2 separate regions of the Oryctolagus cuniculus genome follow, and region 2 is linked to region 1. Evidence: chromatin contacts called from public Hi-C data. All regions are on one chromosome and are shown on one strand. The core of a region is the stretch at or near the end of the contact, and the rest is flanking DNA. Distances in the headings are between cores, read along the strand shown.

Evidence for each region. Hi-C and Micro-C count contacts between places; a contact is called where the count stands out from the background.
Region 2: a Hi-C map of an unstated tissue shows a contact between it and region 1, with 3 times the contacts expected there. The contact joins the enhancer-like site here to the promoter of BCL11A in region 1. A contact is called at or near these places in 2 of 6 Hi-C or Micro-C datasets (liver and an unstated tissue).

What each region holds. Positions count from the first base shown.
Region 1 is chr2:142,109,232-142,115,557 of mOryCun1.1, reverse strand. It overlaps BCL11A (BCL11 transcription factor A), which reads right to left and starts at 1,966. Exons shown (of 4, transcript XM_051838573.2): 1 at 1,775-1,966. The coding sequence starts at 1,829.
Region 2 is chr2:142,346,125-142,352,377 of mOryCun1.1, reverse strand. No RefSeq gene overlaps it. Among named protein-coding and RNA genes, the nearest start is that of BCL11A, 240 kb to the right of the region's middle. Within about 2 kb of position 1,622, at least 1 of the 8 cell types and tissues checked has an H3K27ac peak or open chromatin away from gene starts, as enhancers often do.

The sequences.
Region 1 (6,326 bases), core at 717-3,216:
AGCGCTCCCAAAATGCATACACACTTCTCTGCGTGCCCCCCACACACCCTTACCTGGCCTGGCCGCAGTCTGAAGCTGTGGGCAGCTGGCGGGGGGGGTGGGGGGGAGCACGTGGTGACCTCCTCGCCGTCCAGAGCCGTGGACAAGAGGAGTCTGAGAGTACCCTGGGCCGAGGGGAGGGGGCGCGAACGTGCTTCTACAGCTGCTTTGCAAAATAAAAAAAAAAAAAAATGCTTTCCAAAGCCGAGTTCCACCCAGCAGATCTCCCAGCCTGCGAGGTTGGGATGGAGCCCTGGGCATTGTGCTGGGGCGGACTCAGACCGCGGGCCAGGCTGGCGCGGGAGTCGCAGCGCGGCCTGCTGCTGTGCCCCGCGGGTGGGCGGCGGGCGCCCGGTGGGCGATCCCGGGCTGGGCTGGGCGCGGCGAGGTCGGGCAAGGCCCGGGCGAGGCCGGGCCGCCGCGGCCGCCTGCTCCGGGGCTGCCGCGCCGCGCTCGGTCCTCTGTCTGTTTGTTGGCAGGAGGCTCCCGCACACGCGGTGCTTGTAAACATTCAGACACGAGATTTTTCCCAATCAAAATCCACTTCCACTTTTTTTGAAAATCTTCCAAAAAATAGTAAGAGGAGGGAGTTCCTCGCTCCCTCTCTGCGCCGCTGGCGCTCTAAGTTTGCAACTGAGAGGGTTTGGGGAAGGGGGTGTTTTTTTCCCTCAATCAGAGATTGCAAGATTTTTTGGGGGGGAGTCAAAGAGGAAAGCGTTGCAGGAGGACTGGCTGAGCGTCTGGCATCTATTTGGGGGCAAGAAACTACATTCTCTTTCCTTGTTTCTTTTTTTTTTTTTTTCTATTTTTTCTTTATTTTGTTTGTTTATTTTGCACGCCGCCTCGCTGCCTCTGGGGTTCGGCGGGGAGGGGCGGGCAGTGGCCACCCGGGCGGCGGTGGCCCGGGCTCGCTCTCTCCAGCTCCCGCGTGCCCCTGGCCGCCTCCTCCCCTGGCCCTTGCTCCTGCCCTTCGCCGGCGGCGGCGGCGCAGGAGGGCCAGCTCGAGGAGCCGGCACAAAAGGCAAGCGGGACAAACACCCACCTCAGGCCGGAACAAAAGGCGGCAGCGCCGGCCGCCTCCCCCGTGCTTCCCGGTCACCCCGTTCTCCCCGCGGCCGCGGCCCCTCTCCCGACTCGGCAGACTCTGGAGCTCCGGAGGCCCTTCGCTCAGTCCCACTTTCTCACTATTGTGGGGATGACTACTTTGCTCCCCGTGCACACTCGCCAGTGAGCGCGCCGGTGTGCAAGGGCCAGTCGCACTTCTCTCCCCAGGAATTGTTTGTGAGACTTGAACTCACTCGGACCCCTCCATTTTCCTGCGGCGAGTGGAAGCAACCCCCCTTTCCCCCCCCAGCTTCCACCTCCAGGTTTGCATATGAGTTGTCCGCATCCTTAGCATTGTTCATTATTTTTGCAAAACTGGGGAGTGGGGGGATCATTTCATTCCCTTTCGAAAAGAAATAAAGCGGCGGAAAGGAGGAGGAGTCCAATTTTTGTAAAATTAAATAAAATGTAAAAGGTATGTGCTACCTCAAAAGTGCACACACAGCTCTGTTTCGAGATCGGATGAGGGGTCCCCCCCCTTTTAATCTCTTTTACTCGACTCTCAGAGGTTTTTCTCGTGAAAAATTTAAAAATGCATGCACACACCCCTCTCTCCCCCTTGCTCTTGCTCCTCGTCCTGCGCACTCTCGTGATTATTAATAATTATTAATACTATTATTGGGTTACTTACGCGAGAATTCCCGTTTGCTTAAGTGCTGGGGTTTGCCTTGCTTGCGGCGAGACATGGTGAGCTGCGGGGCGGGCGGGCGGCGGCGGCGGCGGCGGCGGCGGCGGCGGGCGGACGACGGCTCGGTTCACATCGGGAGAGCCGGGTTAGAAAGAAGGAGACTCCAGAGAAAATATCTTCATCAGTGCCTTTTGACATCCAAAATAAATTAGAAATAATACAAAGATGGCGCAGGGAAGATGAATTGTGGGAGAGCCGTCATGGCTTTTTTTTTTTTAAAGCAAAAAAAAAAAAAAGAGAGAGAGAGAGAGAGAAGAGAGATAGAGGGAGAGAGAGAGAGAGATGAAAAAAATGGCAAAAGCCCCCCTGAGCTGCAAGTTCAAGTGCGGACGTGACGTCCCTGCGAACTTGAACGTCAGGAGTCTGGATGGACAGAGACACACAAAACATGGGCAGGGCGAGCAGGAGAGAAGGGGAGGAGGGAAGGGGAAGCTCACACCAATGGACACACATCAGGGGCTGGACATGAAAAAGAGACCAGGACAAGCCAATGGCCAGTGCGGGGCGGGGGAGGTGCGGGGCGGGGGGCTCTGCAGACGCCAGACGCGGCCCCTGGGGGAGGGGCGGGCAGAGGGGAGGGGGCTTTGGGGCCGCTGGCTCACCAGTGGCCACAGCGAGCGCCGCGGCGGTGGCGTGGCGGGGAGAGAAGAAAGGGGCGGCGGGGGTGGGAGGGAGGAGTAGGGGGGAGCAAGACGTGCGCCCTGCTCCCCCCCATACGCGGATCCCAAAAGAAAGATTATTTTTAAAAGAAAGAAAGAAAAAATAATAAAAGGAGTGCACCAGGAGGCTGCAGCCCGGGGCCGGGGAAGCGCGGGCGGAGGGAAGCCAGGTAGAGTTGCTCTCGGACACCCTCCTCCGTGCGCACACCCACTTCCCCTCCCCGCCGCCGCGCTCGCGCCCCGCGTGCAGACGCCCGGGGCCCCAGTGAAAGCCCCGAGCCCGCGGCTGCGCTCAGGAAACTTTGCCGAAGGAGAAGCTAGCAGAGAAAAATCACCCGAAGTTGAGAGCTGAGCCTCCAAGTTGGAGCTCCGCAGCGGGCGAGGGGAGACAAGAGGGAGCGCGCGGCGAGGCGTGATCCAGCCCAAGTTTAGAGGGTTGAGGGTCCGGAAGGGCAGCGCCCGGGCCTCCCTGGAGCCAGAGCAACCTAGAGAGAGGGAGCTGGGATGAGGGAGGCGGCGCAGGCCCGGGCCCGAGGGCCGAGAGGGCGCCCCCAAAGCCGAGCCTGGGATCAGGGATCTAAGCGCCCCAACAAGCGGCGGAGTCTGAATGTAACTGGAAGCACCGGGTCCCAGGCTTCCCCAGGGTCGCCGAAAGACAGAGAGAGAGGTCGAGGAATAAAGAACGCGGAGCCGGAGTCAGGGCTCGATCCAGCCCCGAGAGGGGGGCGCCGGGGGCTGGGGCGAGGGAGGCGCCTAGAGGTCCACCTCTCCGAGCGGCCGAGGGCCGAAGGACAAAGCGCGGGCAGTCCCGGGAGTCCCGGCCCCTGGGAAGCTGTTCCTGGGGCCGCAGGAGGTCCCCGACTCGGGTCCCGGGGAGGGACACACCCCCCTCCCACTCCAGAGCAACCGCGAACGCACAGAAGGGCGGAAAGAAAATGTTTCCTACGGGCAGAGCCCAACTGTTCCTGCGCTGTTACCCGGGGAAGGAAAAAATGGGGAAAGGAAAGCGAGCGGCCGGCTCCGCAGGAGCAGAGCGGAGGCCACGGCGGTGAGCTGACCGCCCCGGGGTCAGTGCCGGCGGCCGGGGCGCACAGCCCGCAGCCCGCAGCCCCCTCTCGCCCGTCTGTCCAGGTTCCCTGGAAATTAGGGGAAGACCTGTTGGAAATAAACCCCTGTCTCTTTAATGCACACAAGCACACACGCGCGCGCTGCCGCTGTCAAAAAGCGGGCTTCACTCTGGCGTGGGATACTTTCAGTTTTACGTAAAATGTACAGCAACAGCACCCCCTGCGATTGGAAAGTTTATTCAGAAACGTGCCTGCAAAGTCCCCGGGCGGCTCCCGCCTCCCAGCCTCCCCGCCTGCCTGCGCCACCCTGCCGCCGACGCCGCCGCCGCCGCCGGGGAGACTGCGCTGCCATCCCGAGCGGGAAGGGCCGGGTGCGGGGGGCGGACGTGCACCCGGGGCTGCGCGCTGCACTCAGGGCGCTGGGTGAGCCTGCCCGACCGCCAGTCGCCGCGCTGCAGGTGGACGTGCGTGAGTGTGGATCTGCGAGCCCGAGCCGCGCTCCCCTCTCGCGGCTGCACGGCCCCTTCGCGGGCCAAGGGGCGCGGTGTCCGCAAATTTCATCCGCCCGCCCGGGGCGGGGGGTGCCTCATTGTTTTAAGCCAGGGCCCCGGGCGTGCGCGCGCTCACCCACCGCCCAGCCCCGCCGGCCAGCGGCTGTTTAGCCCGGGGTCGTCTCAGCAAAGTTTCAGACCCATTCGAAAATGAGTGGCTGGCTCGCTCGCTCGGCGCAGCTTCGGGCCCCTCAGCAAGGCAGGGAGGGCTTAGATGCTCAACGTCGGGAGAGGGGCGGGCTGGCCTGGGTTCGTGGAAATGGGTCTGTTGTGGTTGTAATGGTCTCCCCCCTCCCAAGCCCCCTGCCCCGTTAAAGGGGGGGTGAGAAGCTCAAATTCTGTTTGGGAGCCAGGAAGATTCCCTTGCAGTTGAGCGCTGTAGCGTGTGCGTGACACCATTTCCCCTTTTCATCGAGTTCCTCGGAGCAGGTCAGCGCTCCGCCACCGCGGTCTGGTTTTTGTCGTGTTCAACCAGCCTCGGAGCCACCAACTGAATGAGTGTCCCCGCGGGGGAGGGGCGGGGCGGGTCGGCGGGGGTGGAGGGGGGGCTCTGAGGGAAGGTGAGGAGAGGGAGGAAGACAGTGCGACCGGGAGGAGGCCTTGGAGAATAAATAATGAAATCAAGGCTCCTGCAGGTAACAATAGTGAGCCGGATCCTCTCGGAACCGGGCTTTGCGGGTTTCAGGAGTGTCCCCATCCATCCGCAGCCGTCCACGGACGGGGAAGAAATCTAAGTGGACGACTTGGGTTGTGGAAATAAATACTAGATGCGCATGATTTATATAGAATGGCGTGTATAAAGCTTTTCAGGGTTGCCTGTAGTGTAAAAGGTAATGACTTTATTGCCTCTGAAAGGTTCTGTGGTTCACATTTAACAGTCTTCTGAATTACAATTCATTACACAATTGTGTGCTCTCTAAAACCGGCACCCTATCAGGGCCGCTATCTGTGGTTATTTCCAATAAATAACTGGCAACATTTTATTGATTTTCTTTTTAAAAAAATCATAGGAAATTAAGCACTTAGTTACAAGTAGGTCTGCTATGTTACTGCACTTGTTTCAGATTCCAGGGGGGGTTCCTTCCGAAACCACATCTTAAAACATACATTAAAAAGCCAGTTTTGCAGCTGCTTTCCCTGGGTGCCCATGCAGAGGGAAGCAGCATTAACATATATTTAATTTCGCCATCATAAAATGCCCAGGGTGGAATGGGAACTGCCCTCCACACCTGCCCCTCCCCCAGCCAGATTTCACCCAGACCTGGAACCCGGGGCATCGGCATTCGAGCACGGACCCTCCCTGGTCCCCACGCCCTTGCCCATCGGGAAGCCCCCTCCCTCATCGCCGCGGGATGCTCTCAGAAGAGCCCACGTGGGGGAGGGGAGATCTGTGTGTGTGTGTGTGTGTGTGTGTGTAAAGAAAATTTCTTAAAAAGTGTTGTTCTAGGAGATTTGAAAATATTACCTAAGTATTGATTAATGATGCAGGTGGTTTTGTGGACGGGGTGAAAGGTCACTGGAAACGCGTACACTTGGCTACACAATAAGTATATTTACCTTTCCAGAAGTGGCTTTTAGAAAGTCATAAATTATGACCACGTCGAAATGATTTTGTGGCCATGCAGTTAACTTCGTTTGGGGGCTGTGCACCCTTGGCTGCTTCTACGGGGAAGGGCGAGGACGCTCGGGGCTCCTTCCCGAAGCTTTGGTGACCACACCGAGAGCAAGCTGCAGGCCAGCCGACGCCCCCTGCCCTCCCCGCCTCGCCTCTTTATCTTACCCGCTGAGGAGCCTCCCCAGGACTTCCTGCTGTATATAATGCGCCTCTGATCTCCGTACTTAATAGCCAAGTCCTGGTTTATGCTTTATAATGTGTTGACAAGTTTTCTAACAGACTTTCTGAAATAATGCACATATATTCACGTCGGTTAGAAACCCACCGTATTTTTAGAGTTGAGTAGATCTATACCTAATGCAGCGAGAGAGTGTAAATCATAGAGGATTTCATAGTCCTTTCAGTAGTTTTCGGTATGAAGTATGAGCCGCGTGGCCTCCAGACGCAACCTTTTAGAAAAAAAGACAGTGCTTTTATTTTATGGTGTAAAGTGCTTTTGGCTCCAGGCTCTGAACGTGAATGTGGTCAACAAACAGCTCCGAGAGGGAGACTCAATGCAGCCCCAGCCCTGGAGCCGGGATCTCCTGGCTGAGCTGGAGAAGG
Region 2 (6,253 bases), core at 373-2,872, 240 kb before region 1:
GTATATGACTTGTTATAATCTCCATTCTACAGATGAGGAATGCAAGACCTGCAGAGGTTTGGTGACTTGCCAGTTTCCATTATCTAACAAGTGATAGAGCAAAGATTGGAAAACGAGCTTGTCCAACTCTAGAACCTACCCGGGTTACTGCTGCCATTCTGGAAGATTCCACAGAGGGTTGGTGTGTTGAACCTGGCCACAGGCCAGGAATCTGGGGTCTTCAGCCAGGCTGCTCACCAAGAGGCTCCTGAGTCACCAGTATTGCAGAACTCGAAGCTTTGCTCCTCAGCTTTTGAGGGATATAAAAATGATTCCTCACATGCACAGAGACTGATCCAACCACTGCTTCATGAAAAACGCAAAATTCTCATGTCATTCAGACTTCTTGAAGAAATTTGATTAGGAAATGAAGTCACTTTTTCTGTCTTCCCTGCCATTTTTAGCTACTGATGAATGTAGAGTCCTAAGGGTTGGAAAGACTTAAGGAAATCAATTAGTCATGTTAACCCTTATGAAAAGCTTGCTGTAAGAGGGGACTGTGGCTCAGGATCTCCTATGGAACTAGTCAATGGTTACAGGTCATGGGTGCCAGCTCTGTCAGGGGTGGACTCTCTTGCTACCATGATCTTTAACATTTCCTAACTGCTCCTGGTCCGAGAGACACCGTGGTACACTCCTGTAACAGCGCCTGGATCTGGAGGGAAGGCAAAGAGCAGGGTTGGCTACCAGAGCCACGGAACAACATTGGGTATAAATGGCACCCTCCCCCACCACCTCCCAGACATGCAGATCAGCCACCCCCAGCTTTGTCCTCTTGAGAAGAACGCCCCTTGTCTCTCAGGCCACAGTTGGTCAGGAGGATTAACCCCCCACCCCGCCAGCCCCCCACGCCAGCATTCCCCCGCTTCCAACAGTCCTTTGGGCAGACATGACTGACAAGAGGACCAAGGGCGATGATGTCACAAAGAGAGGGGCAGTGTGCCCTGTTAGACCATCTTTCACTCCAGCGGACTCGCCTTCACAGACAAATTGATTTGCAAAGGTTCAGGCTGCCAGCCCAGCCTGCTTTGCATACAGAACGCTCCCTGGTGACACAATAAAAAGTGGCCAGGCTAACAGAGGAGCACAGCGGGGTCTGGCCGGTTCAAAGTCCAAGCTCCACACCCCCTCACCTCAGTCTGGTTTGAAAGGTCATCGTGTGTCTGGGAAAATAGTCGCAGGATACAATCCTTTATTAAAGGTCACTATTTTTCAACGGCACTTAACACACACTTACACACAAATTGAGACTGGAGGAGGAAAAAAAAAAAAAAGCTGGGGGCTGCATCGCATTGTACGTTGTGCTTGCGAGATTTATGTCTTGTGGTCACCAGCAATAAACACACACTGCTTCGGTATCAGAGTTCACATTAATCCGCTGAGTCCTCCTCCCCTTGACATCAGCCTCCTCTTTGCCAGGCAAACTGGGGCAAATGGAGACTTTTATCTCTTTTGTTCCTTGCCCGTCATTTCCGTCTCTTGTTGTGAGTTGGTTTTCATTTTGTGTTTGAATTACGGTTGGTGTGGGTGTCGGTGCTGTGCTGCCACTCTCGGCGGCTCCTCGTCTTGCACCTCGCAGGAGGAAGTGTGCCTAGCATCTGAGGCAAGACCTTGTGCGTTCACCGCGCCCCAGATGCGGAGTGTGCACCTTAGGCCCCGAGAAGTGAAAGTCCAGTTTTTTTACGTGCTGCTTGTGAAAATCCAGGGCAGCACTGTGGCTAAGCCAGTGGCCATAGAGCCATCAAGGAGAGAGCCAGTGCTGCCTGTCTATTATGCCGCATATTTTATTTGAGTAAATACTTCCAAGACAAGCAAAAATAGCAATTGTATTTTCCTCCAGTAACAGACAGTTCCCAAAGAACGTGAACAATAGCAACCTCTGCATCCCTAACAAAAGAGATTATCAAAGAAGTCAGCCTGAGCCGGTAGATTAATTTAGGCAAGAATTACAAAAGAAAATATTTAGGGGAAATTCTATGAATTTCAAATAGCCAGTAAAATATATAATGTGGAGGATTCCACTCTGCTCCATAGCACATTTTTGCAAAGCTTTTGCCAGTGATAGATTTCTGAGCTATCAAAAGCACATTAATTTTTTCTGATTAAAACAGCTGTGAAAATATACAAGTGTAACTGTGAAAAATCCGGGGCTTATTGTAATACTTTAAGCAAAACAAGGATAAAAGATTTTTAAATACAGACTTGCCAAAAGTAAAATATCTAACACAGGGAGAGCTAATTCTGCGTGTGCGTCTAATATTTTGGCATAAATACTTTAATCCTCTTGTCCATCCCGTTGGCACCTCTTCTGCAGTTGACTTGTTAAGGGTGAGTTCCTTTGTAATGTCATCAGCACCTCTCCACACTTATTGACTGTGCTCTCATTAAAACGGCAAGATCACAAAACAGCAGAAGTGAGAAGAGGTAGGGAGACAGCTCCTCACTACAAAGGTATTCAGAAGGCACAGGAACCCAAAGGAGAAATGAAAAAACAAGGCAGAAGTGAAACCATCTGAGGAGGAGTAGGACGGGCACCCTTCTGGAGGTGGGCTGGGGTTTGGACACCCTGTTTCCATGTTTTATTTATCATGAAAAATACATAGGACATCACAAAAGCCAAGTTCAAGTTGTGTATCACGTCTTTCCAGAGTTATGGAAGGATAAGGCCCATGAATGAGAGACACACACACTCCCAGCTACACGTGCCTTGCTTTCTCTTTGCATAAAAATAAATCCTTTTTGGAGGAAGTTGTCAACTGAGTTAGGCTTGACTGGCACTGATCTCACTGAGGGCCTAAATTCTTCGTTTCTAATCTACTGCCTTGAAAGGTGTGACCTGATGCATAAAGTCGTTGTGTCTGCATGCTTGTCCCAAACCAGAGAGCCATGGGGGAGAATCACCCCAAATCTGTAGACAGCATAGAGACCGAGGAACGGAAAGGGTAGGCTCATTCCTCTCCTGCTCTGCGGCAGACTGTGTGTGCAGGACTGGGCTGTGTACCACATGGGCCCTCTACTGGCTCCCATTCAAAGAGGAGCTCTGGGATTGGGGGCGCTGGGTCAGACGGGGAGGTGGCCAAGAGCCCAGACCCAGCTTCCACTGCCTCTGAAGCAATGACTCTCCTGCAGGCAAGCCCCACTGGCCCTCAAAGCTGTTCAGAGGGAACTCTGCAGCCCCCACCGTCAACACAAGCATCTGGATCCCAACCCAGAGCCAGCCCCGAAGTGTTCCGAGGCAGCACGTGGCCATGCGAGCTGTCTGGGGCTCAGCGGCAGCAACACATCGTCTCTGCAAGGGAGGCTTTTAGCACAGCAAAGGATGAAGAGCCTGGTTCAGAAGGGCTTGGGGTGGGCCCTCTCTTCTCTGCCCCCCTCCCCCCACTGTGGAGCTCTCTGTGCTCCCACCTCTCCTCCCCCCACTGCAGCCTCCAGCCCCTGCCTCTCTCTGGCAGGTGATTCATGCCAGGCCTAAATTTGGGTCTCTAAGGGCTACCCCCAGTGCTAAGGGCAGAGAGGTAGAAGCAAAGGCACCTCTGCTACCAGATGTGGCCAGAGGCCAGCAGATCCCAGGCTGTGCTGAGTGTGCTCTGGTCCCTGGGGAACTGGGTGCTCTGTCCCACCCTGGATGGGGTGCTGAGGGCAACAGGGTGCACCCCAGCCAGGACCACACCCTCACCACAGTCTTGGGGTTTGAGAATGCTCTGCATCCCCTGGGGGCTCCTGACAGCTTTTTGCAAAGCACAGTGGTGCCCTGACTCTGCGTCCTGCCCCAGCCTCCTGTGCAGGAAGGACCCTGTGTCCTGCCCCAGCCTCCTGACATCATCCCCGGACACCAGTGGGCAGGTGCCTTTCAGGGAACTCTCATCTCTCACTGACTGCAAGAAGTACTGGGACTGGCGCCTATAATTGCCCTTCCAGGTGGATAGAATCCACCTGACACAAAGACCTTCCATGGAACAGCGAAGCTTCAGCTGAAAAATTGAGTGTCACTTCTTAAAATTCTTTAAACTTATTTTCTTTCATTTTATTTGAAAGGCAGAGAATGAGAGAGGGAAGGAGAGCAAGAGAGCGAGAGCAAGCGAGCGAGAGAGAGAGAGATCTTCCACCTGCTGGTTTACTGCCCAAATGCCCACAACAGCCTAGACTGGGCCAGGTTGAAACCAAAAGCCTGGATCTCAATCCAGGTCTCCATGTGGGTGACAGGAACCCACGTACTTGAGCCATTACCTGTTGCCTCTGTTGTACACATGCAGGAAACTAGAATCAGAAACAGATCCAGGACTTAAACCCGGCATCTGACCTGGGAGGCAAGCATCCCAAGCAGTGTCTAAACTGCTATAGCAACACCTGCCCCAAGTGTCATTTTTCTTGGAGGCTCATGGGACCGGAAGACTTTCATCTTTTCCTGTTTTTGCAGGCCCCAGAATGAGACATCCCAGGTATTTTCTTACCATTGCCTTTTTAAACCCATTATTTTTACGTGAGAGTTTGTCTATGTGTTCATGCAAATGACATGAGAGGCAGATACTGATTCGGTCATCATAGGGGCCCAGGGGTTCACAAGCCCTGAAGACAGGCAGCTGCTTGTCAGTGTCTCCAGTACGACAGGTCTGCGAGAGCTGGGCTCTCTGTCCACTGCTCAGCCCCAGTACCTGAAATGGGGCTGTTCCATCGTCCACGTGCAAGAAGTGCTTGTAGAGCGATTTTACGGGTCAGAAGCCACGAGGTGGACTGAGGGGTTTCTGGCATTTCTTCGCCACCCCTCTCTACTCTGGTTAAAGAAAAAAATGCCTGGGGAGGAGAGCAACAAGATCCTCTCTGCTTACGGAGCCTTTTTCTTGTGGTCCTTCGAGAGGAGGACAAGACGGTACATACATGTGCGTGTGCGCATGAACACACGTGTCTGTGCACACCGGGTCGGAGGTTGGCCTCTGTAGGTGGGTTTCTTTCCCTTTACTGTGCCTCATCTGATCCCTCCCTCCCGAGCCGCCTGGGTCATGCACCTGAGCTCTGTTATAATAGTAATTACAATGGTTTTGACAGCCTTAGGAGTATAGTTCAGAAAGCAGCTGTCACAGAAATTAGCAAGTTTTGCCAACAGCTCAGCTCCAAGGTGATGGGAGCCTAAGCCAGGACAGAAGGGGTTAACCGAGATGAGCAGGGTTGGGGGGGGGGGGTGTTATGCAAAGCACCAAATCCCCAAACTCCCGCAAAGATCTTTGATGGCTGTGATCAATAGATTCTCAGACCACACTGACATAACCTTGTCATGCCTCAGCAAGGGTACAGTGGCTAAAAAGGCGTGGGGAGGTGGAGAGGTGGGAGGAGGAGGGAGACGGAGAGGACAGGGAGGGGATAAAGACCTCCTGCCCTCCCCTCCCGGCTGCCCAGCACCCCTCCCACCTCCCCACCCCCTCTTCAGCAGGCATCACGCAGCAAGTGACTGGTAATGGTTCTTTGGCCTTGTATAGCTTTTAAAATCCTTCAGCTGAAGCATCTCAGCTCCCATTGCCAGCAAAGCTTGAGCACCCTTGAGACCCTGGTGCAGATAATCATCATCCACTCAGTGACAAGAAGCCGAGCGCCGCTTCGGTACCAAGGAGACCGAATGTGGCAGGGCACCAAGGTGCCATCTTAGACGCAACCAAGCGGCAGCCGCAGCTGCAGTGGCAGCGCCACACAGGGATACGTGCGTGTCTGCAAGTTGTGGGGTTTTGCCCTTCCTTTCCTCCCTCCTTCCTCTCACCCTCCTCCGAGAATGCGAGAGAGAGAGAGAGAGAGAGAGAGAGAGAGAGAGAGAGAGATGCTGTTACCTGGACAGCGGTTGGCGTGCATCTCCTTACCCAGGGCCTGCCGGACCAAATTGAGCCTTGCAGTCGATACTGCTGGAAAGGAAAATGACATTAATCTGTGTAAAAGTGTAATGAACAGGAGGGCAGTGATTTTTCTTGCTTTCAGAGAAATGCATGTTCAAGTTTATGATTCTGTAGAAACGAGCCTGCCCGTCTGCAGCTCCCTGCCTTGTTCCGGGCACTGCCCAAGCACTCTTTCTGCCGCGTGACAGTGCCACCATTATGCAGAGGATACACTGTGCTTGGCACAGCCGGCTGGGAAGATCCTGCAGGCCGGGTGCTGATTAGTGGGGCTGGACACACCTGCTGGAAGGGAGAAGAGCCAACGTCTCAATAGAGAAGCAGTGCCACCTCCACTAGAG